Linked DNA regions of Danio rerio: region 1 is linked to region 2. Evidence: chromatin contacts called from public HiChIP or PLAC-seq data. All regions are on one chromosome and are shown on one strand. Each heading gives the region's core, a stretch centred on a gene start, on an enhancer-like site or on the middle of the called end of the contact. The rest is flanking DNA. Distances are from core to core; before and after follow the strand shown. Region 1 holds the start of aak1b (AP2 associated kinase 1b). Region 2 holds the start of npffr1l1 (neuropeptide FF receptor 1 like 1).

Region 1 (3,504 bases), core at 794-3,293, 200 kb before region 2:
ATGTCTTGAAACATGAGTAGAAAGCTGGAGGCTATGAGGATACATTAAAGGGACTTTGGTTACTTTCTTTTTGCAAGTTTTTCGTACAGAAATGCTTACAAGTGTTAACGCCAACTCAGTTACCACCACGGAAATCATAAATATACAAATATAATATTAAAATAATGCATGTTGATAAGCAATTGGCATGCGTGAATTTAAGTTTATATTGCTCTCTCTCGGTGCTCCAACAAAGCAGTACTGTGAAATACTTTACTCATGCCTTCCACAGTCTCCTCCAGCTGCTGCATGGAGCCAGATCAGTCTCAAAAATATTACATTTACAAAATAAAATTCATACATCCACAACACAATTCACGTTTATTAAATCCAATCTCAAAACATGATTCATAAATACACAAATTCAATTCGTAAAATAAAAAAAATATTCAAAATACGCAATTCCAATTCATAAATTCAGAACATGATTAAAAAATACACAATTTAATTCGTAAAGTCAAAACACAATTTACAAATACGCAAACCCAATTCGTGAATTAAAAAAGCGATTTATTAATGCAAATCCAATTTGTAAAATCAAAATACGATTCATAAATGCGCAAATACAATTCGTAAATTTAAAAAACGATTCATAAATATGTAAATCCAATTGGTAAATAAAAAATGCGATTCATGAATGCACAAATCCAATTTGTACAATCAAAACACGATTCATAAATGCACAAATCCAATTTGAAAATAAAAAAACGATTAAAAAGTACAATTCAAAAATAATTCAAAACACAATTCAAAAATACGCAAATCAAGTTTGTAAATTAAAAAAAATGATTCACAAACACGCAAATCCAATTCGTAAAATCAAAACACAATTCATAAATGCGCAAATCCAGTTCGTAAGTTCAAAACACGATTTCTAAATGCCCAAATCCAATTCGTAAATTTAAAAAACGATTTATAAATATGTAAATCCAATTCATAAATTAAAAATGCGATTCATAAATGCACAAATCCAATTTGTAAAATCAAAAACTATTTATATATATGCAAATCCAATTCGGAAATTTAAAAAAATAATTCATAAATATGTAAATCCAACTCGTAAATTAAAAATGCGATTCAAAAATGCACAAATCCAATTCGTAAGTTCAAAACACGATTCATAAATGCGCAAATCCAATTTGTAATTTAAAAATGTGATTCATATATACGCAAATCCAGTTTGTAAATTAAAAAAATTATTCATAAATACGGAAATCCAATTTGTAAAATCAAAACACGATTCATAAATGCGCAAATCCAATTCGTAAGTTTAAAACGCGATTCATAAATGCGCAAATCCTATTTGTAAATTCAAAAAACTAATAAAAAATACACAGCTCCAATTTGTAAAAGCAAAACATGATTAAAAAATACACAAATACAATTCATAAATTAAAAACGCGATTCATAAATGCGCAAATCCAATTCGTAAACTAAAAACATTATTCATAAATGTGCAAATCCAATTCGTAAATTAAAAACATGATTCAAAAATATGCAAATCCAATTCGTAAATTAAAAACATGATTCAAAAATATGCAAATCCAATTCATAAATTAAAAACATTATTAAAAAAATATGCAAATCCAATTTGCAAATATAAAATGCAATTCATAAACACATAACTTTTTTTTTTAAATGTATTATTTTTGAGACTGATCTGGCTCCATACATTTTACAATAAAAAAATACATGCCAGGGGGTGAATATAAACAAAATACAAGCATACACAATATACATTTGTAATAATTAAATAGGCCTACAATTTTTTTTACGTGTGTAGGGCTTTCTTGTTTAAAGAGTCTCCGGTAATATACAAGCATATTTCAGTCACCGCAATGTCCTAAAATTAAGTTTCTTATTGATAAATTTACATTTATGAATGTAAAATTTAAAGGTCAACATTTTAATGTCTCCTTTAATGATGAATCCGCTAAACTTCAATGATTATTAAGAGTTTTGGACTTTTATTATAGATTTTGAAGCGCTGGCTTCACGCGTCCGGTGTAGTTTCCGGTTAGCTGGCGCATCTGCAGCATCCAAAGCCGCAGACGAGAATCGCCATGAACAACACGGTCATTTCATTCTGATTTTGATTCTGTCCGATTAAAATCAAACCGCATCCGTTTACCGTTTACCGGCAGGACACCGACGGCAGCGCGCAGATGAGAGCTGTCACGCGTCCGGGCGGGTTTTGCAGGAATGCTAGCGTTAGCGCCTAGCCCACTGTGTTTGCAATCTAAATAGCTGTTTGTTCATCAGATAAGAGACTAATTCACACGCGTATGGGCGTCTAATTAGCCAAATTATCCGTTATTCTGATTAACATCCGCATGTCATCTGTGTTTTCTGTGAAAAGTGGCTGGTTTTCTTGAGCTGCACAGCTGGCTGATGATGGAGAGTTTGACTTTCATCCATCAAAACAATGATTTCTGTGCACTTCTCGTTTGAAGGTCCGTTTTTCAACCAATGTTGAATGTTTACATCGATTTCAGCTGGATTCAAGTATTTATATCGCCATATAGACACCAAACACATCAATCATATCAGGCCATCTCTGATAGATGCTGTATATTTGGATATAGTCGACTGTGATGCTTTAATTTTGCACATATACTACTTGTTTTCGTTTACCTGTACGGTCCATTTAAGCAGTGATCAGCTCTAGAACTGGGCCTAGAGTCCATGTTTGCCAGTCATAGCTGATATAGACCTCCTGCACCAGAACTACCAGCCTGCTTCAGTTTCTTATAGACTCTCATTTAGCAGCTTTGGGATCTTGTAGACATCATGAAGAAGTTCTTTGACTCCCGGAGAGAGCTGGTGGGCTCCGGGCCAGGTTCTGGAGGGGGAGCTGGAGGTTCTGGGTCTGGCAGTGGTGCTGGTGGGAATTTCATCGGAAGGAATTTTACTGTAGGAAGACACCAGGTCACTGTGGAGGAAACTCTGGCTGAAGGTATGTGTGTGTATATTTACCTTGTTTAATGTTTACCTTGCAAGGCTTGAACCTACAACCTTTCAGTTAATAATATCTAGAGCTTTATCAGTGATACTTCCCTTATAGACCGGGCGAATATCATTTTATTTGATGCAAAGCAATGGAATTTGACTATGAATGTGACAAAATACAAATCAGCAGGGACAGGCAGAATTATTATTATTATTTGTGTGTGTGTGTGTGTGTGTGTGTGTGTGTGTGTGTGTGTGTGTGTGTGTGTGTGTTTGGCTCTTTCGGTGCAGATTCATTATCATTTATGCTGAATGTTTATGAGACTATTGGAACTGAAAACTTAACACATGAAATACAAAAAATAGCTTTTTAATTTCTAAGGTTTACAATACAAATCTAATTAGATATGTTTGGTAAACAAAGCTACAGGATATGTCATATAAAATACAGTTGAAGTCAGAATTATTAGCCTCCTTTGAATTATTATAATATTTTTATTATTATATTTTTCCAAA
Region 2 (3,593 bases), core at 725-3,224:
ACAATTAATTAAATATTTTACTGAAAAAATTAGTTTAAGCTTATAGTTTTAATATTCCTCTATTGCGTGCAGGACTGTATAAAACATTGATTCATGATTTGTGTTGTGTTGATATTGAATCCTATAGACTAATGAATGAATAATTAATGGTATTAATATAAATCTCCACTCTTTATTCCACCAGTTAAAACCAGTGCATTTTCATCAGTAGGTCAAACAGTTCTTACTGTTAGAATTATTTGACTAAAGAATAATTGATTGAATATTTTAATCAATAAATCAACTATTGACTAAAGAAGAATTGATTAAATATTGTCATTAATAAATTATTATCAAATCAACTATTGACTAAAGAATGATTGATTAAATATTTTCATCAATAAATCAGCTATTGATTAAGGACTTTTCATTCATTTATAAAAAAAAAAATCATCATTAAATCACTTATCAAATAAACTATTTGACTAAAGAATAAATGATTAAATATTTTCCTGAAATGATTATAGTGGAGCTAATCTGATTTAAGTTTATGCTTTGAATATTCCTCGATCGCATGCACAACGATTTGTGTTGTGTTGATATTAAATCCTAAGGTATTGAATAACTCATGAATATAATTACTAAATATTAAATTAAATTAAATCTCTGCTTTTCATTCCACCACTTGAAATTTTATCAACTATTAAATCAACTATTTGACCAAAGAATAATTGATTAATTATTCTAGCACTAAATCAATTATTAAATCAACTATTCGACTAAAGAATGTTTGATTAAATATTTAATCAATAAATTAATTAATAAATCAACTATTTGACTAAAGAATGATTGATTAAATATTTTATTAATAAATCAATTATTAAACCAACTATTTGACTAAAGAATAATTGATTAAATATTTTGTCAATAAATCAACTATTGACTAAAGCAGGGGTCACCAATCTCGGTCCTGGAGGGCCGGTGTCCCTGCAGGGTTTAGCTCCAACTTGCTTCATCAGACCTGAATGGGTGTTTCAAGTATACCTTGTCAAACCTTGATTAGCTTGTTCAGGTGTGTTTGATTAGGGTTGGAGCTAAAATCTGCAGGACACCGGCCCTCCAGGAACAAGTTTGGTGACCCCTGGACTAAAGTATAATTGATTAAATATTTTATCGATAAATGCTATATACAATCAACTATTTGACTAAAGAATAATTGATTAAATATTTTATCAATAAATGCTATATCCAATCACCTATTTGACTAAAAATAATTGATTAAATATTTTTATCAATAATCAAATCAACAATTTGACAAAAGAATAATTGATTAAATATTTTTATCAATAAATTCTTTATCAAAACTATATGAGTAAATAATAATTGATCAACTATTTTCATCAATAAATCAACTATTTGACTAAAGAATAATTGATTAAATCTTTTATCAAAAAATCAATTATTAAATCAACTATTCGTCTAAAGAATGTTTGATTAAATATTTAATCAATAAATTAATTAAAAAATTAACTATATGACTAAGTAATAATTGGTAAAAAAAATTGTAATCAATAAATCAACTATATGACTAAAGAAAAATTTATAAAAAATATCAATAAATCATTTATAAACTATTTGACTAAAGAATAATTGATTAAATATTTTCAGCAATAAACCCATTATTCAATCAACTATCTGACTAAAGAAAAATTGATTAAATATGTCTTTGTGGTGCGGTGTAGGCATTTGAATGAATCGTATAGTCAATAAACTGTGAGGGATTTAATTTACATATTATTTGTTTAAGCAATCCCTGATCAAATCAAATATGTTCATCAATAAATCAATTAACATATCAACTATTTGTAACTCTTTGTCGTGTGGTGGAGTGAATCAGATTGTCAGTCATCATAAATATATTGTGAGATTTTGAATTTTCATATCTATCCATTGAGCAATGCTTGTTCAAATCATTTTTATTTTCAAGATCCGAGATGGACACAATGACCCTCAACCACTCTGCTGCCAACCTGAGCTGGCAAAACTGCACACTGTTGCCGTATTACATCCACTCGGCGGGGATGGCGGTCAGCTACATCCTCTCGTATCTGCTGGTGTTGCTGCTGTGTGTGGTGGGCAACGGGCTGGTCTGTCTGGTGGTCATCAGGAACAGAAACATGCGCTCCGTCACTAATCTCTTCATCCTCAACCTGGCCGTCAGCGACCTGCTGGTGGGCATTTTCTGCGTGCCCACCACACTGATTGACAGCCTCATCTCAGGTCAGTGCTTCATCATTGTCATCATCAGTACTGTAAATATCATTGCCATCTTCATTTTTATATTCATCACTATCAACATTGTGATCATAGCTGTGCTTTATACTAGGCAAAAATTAATTGTGATTAATTATATCCAAAATAAAAGTCACATCATATATGAGTGTTTATTACACAGTATATACACTCGCCGGCCACTTTATTAGGTACACCTTACTAGTACCAGGTTGGACCCACTTTTGCCTTCAGAACTACTTTACTCCTTAAAGCTGACAGGAGTGGCACCCGATGTGGTCTTCTGCTGCTGTAGCCCATCCGCCTCAAGGTTGGGTGTAATGTGTGTTCAGAGATGCACTTCTGCAGAGCTCAGTTGTAAAGAGTGGTTATTTGAGTTCTTGTTGCCTTTCTATCAGCTGGAACCAGTCTGGCCATTCTCCTCTGACCTCTAGCATCAACAAGGCATTTGCGCCCAAAGAACTGCCACTCTCTGGAGTCTGGATTTTTTTTTCTTTTTCTGACCATTCTCTGTAAACCCTGGAAATGGTTGTGCATGAAAATCCCAGCATATCAGCAGTTTCTGAAATCGGTTTGAACTGCAGCAGATCGTCTCGACCATGTCTACATGCCTAAATCTATTGAGTTGCTGCCAAGTAAATTTGCATTAACGAGCAGTTGGACTGGTGTACCTAATAAAGTGGCCGGTTAGTGTATTACATAGAAACAAAGTTATACAAAACAATTTTGTTACATAGAAATTTTAATTTATATATCATCTGTATCATATAGACACATATTTTATATCTAAATATAAATAATACAAATAATATAATATATAATAACAATAATAATAATATATACACAGCACACACTTTTAAATTATATCAAAACAGATATAGCACTAGTTTTTTTTCCCATATTGAATATTACAAAAGACAGTTATGAGGGGCATTACAATCTTTGACTGGAAGCAAAGACACAAAGATGAAGGTATAAAGACTGACAAATGAACCGGAATATAAAGTAGGGGGCAGGGCTTTCTTTTTGCGTATCATTCCCCCATAGCACACCAACGATAAGAGAGGTGTGGCTAAGAACTTTTGTGGCTAAAGTGTCGAACTGACATCATTAGAGAAGGACCGCCCACTCCAAACACGGAAGCAAATGCTCAGACTTTGATTGAAGATTACAGAAACAAACATTTTTTTAGTCAATTAATAATTGACATAGATTAATTGTTCCTCTAAAGAATAGCAATGTGCGCTAACAATTTAAACATTGTAAATGTTGACTTCACACAAACTTAAGGCATCATATATTATATATTAATATATATTTGG

The links. HiChIP or PLAC-seq counts read pairs in DNA pulled down with a chosen protein or histone mark.
Region 1: a contact with region 2 is called in an H3K4me3 HiChIP or PLAC-seq map of embryo, with 2.3 times the contacts expected there. The contact joins the promoter of aak1b here to the promoter of npffr1l1 in region 2. A contact is called at or near these places in 1 of 18 Hi-C or Micro-C datasets (an unstated tissue) and 1 of 4 datasets of contacts at active chromatin or transcription factors (embryo).

The regions. Positions count from the first base shown.
Region 1 is chr10:46,402,589-46,406,092 of GRCz12tu, reverse strand. It overlaps aak1b (AP2 associated kinase 1b), which reads left to right and starts at 2,043. Exons shown (of 21, transcript XR_012386538.1): 1 at 2,043-2,995. It also overlaps a transcript of anxa4 not described here.
Region 2 is chr10:46,199,367-46,202,959 of GRCz12tu, reverse strand. It overlaps npffr1l1 (neuropeptide FF receptor 1 like 1), which reads left to right and starts at 1,974. Exons shown (of 3, transcript NM_001171696.1): 1 at 1,974-2,259. The coding sequence starts at 1,974.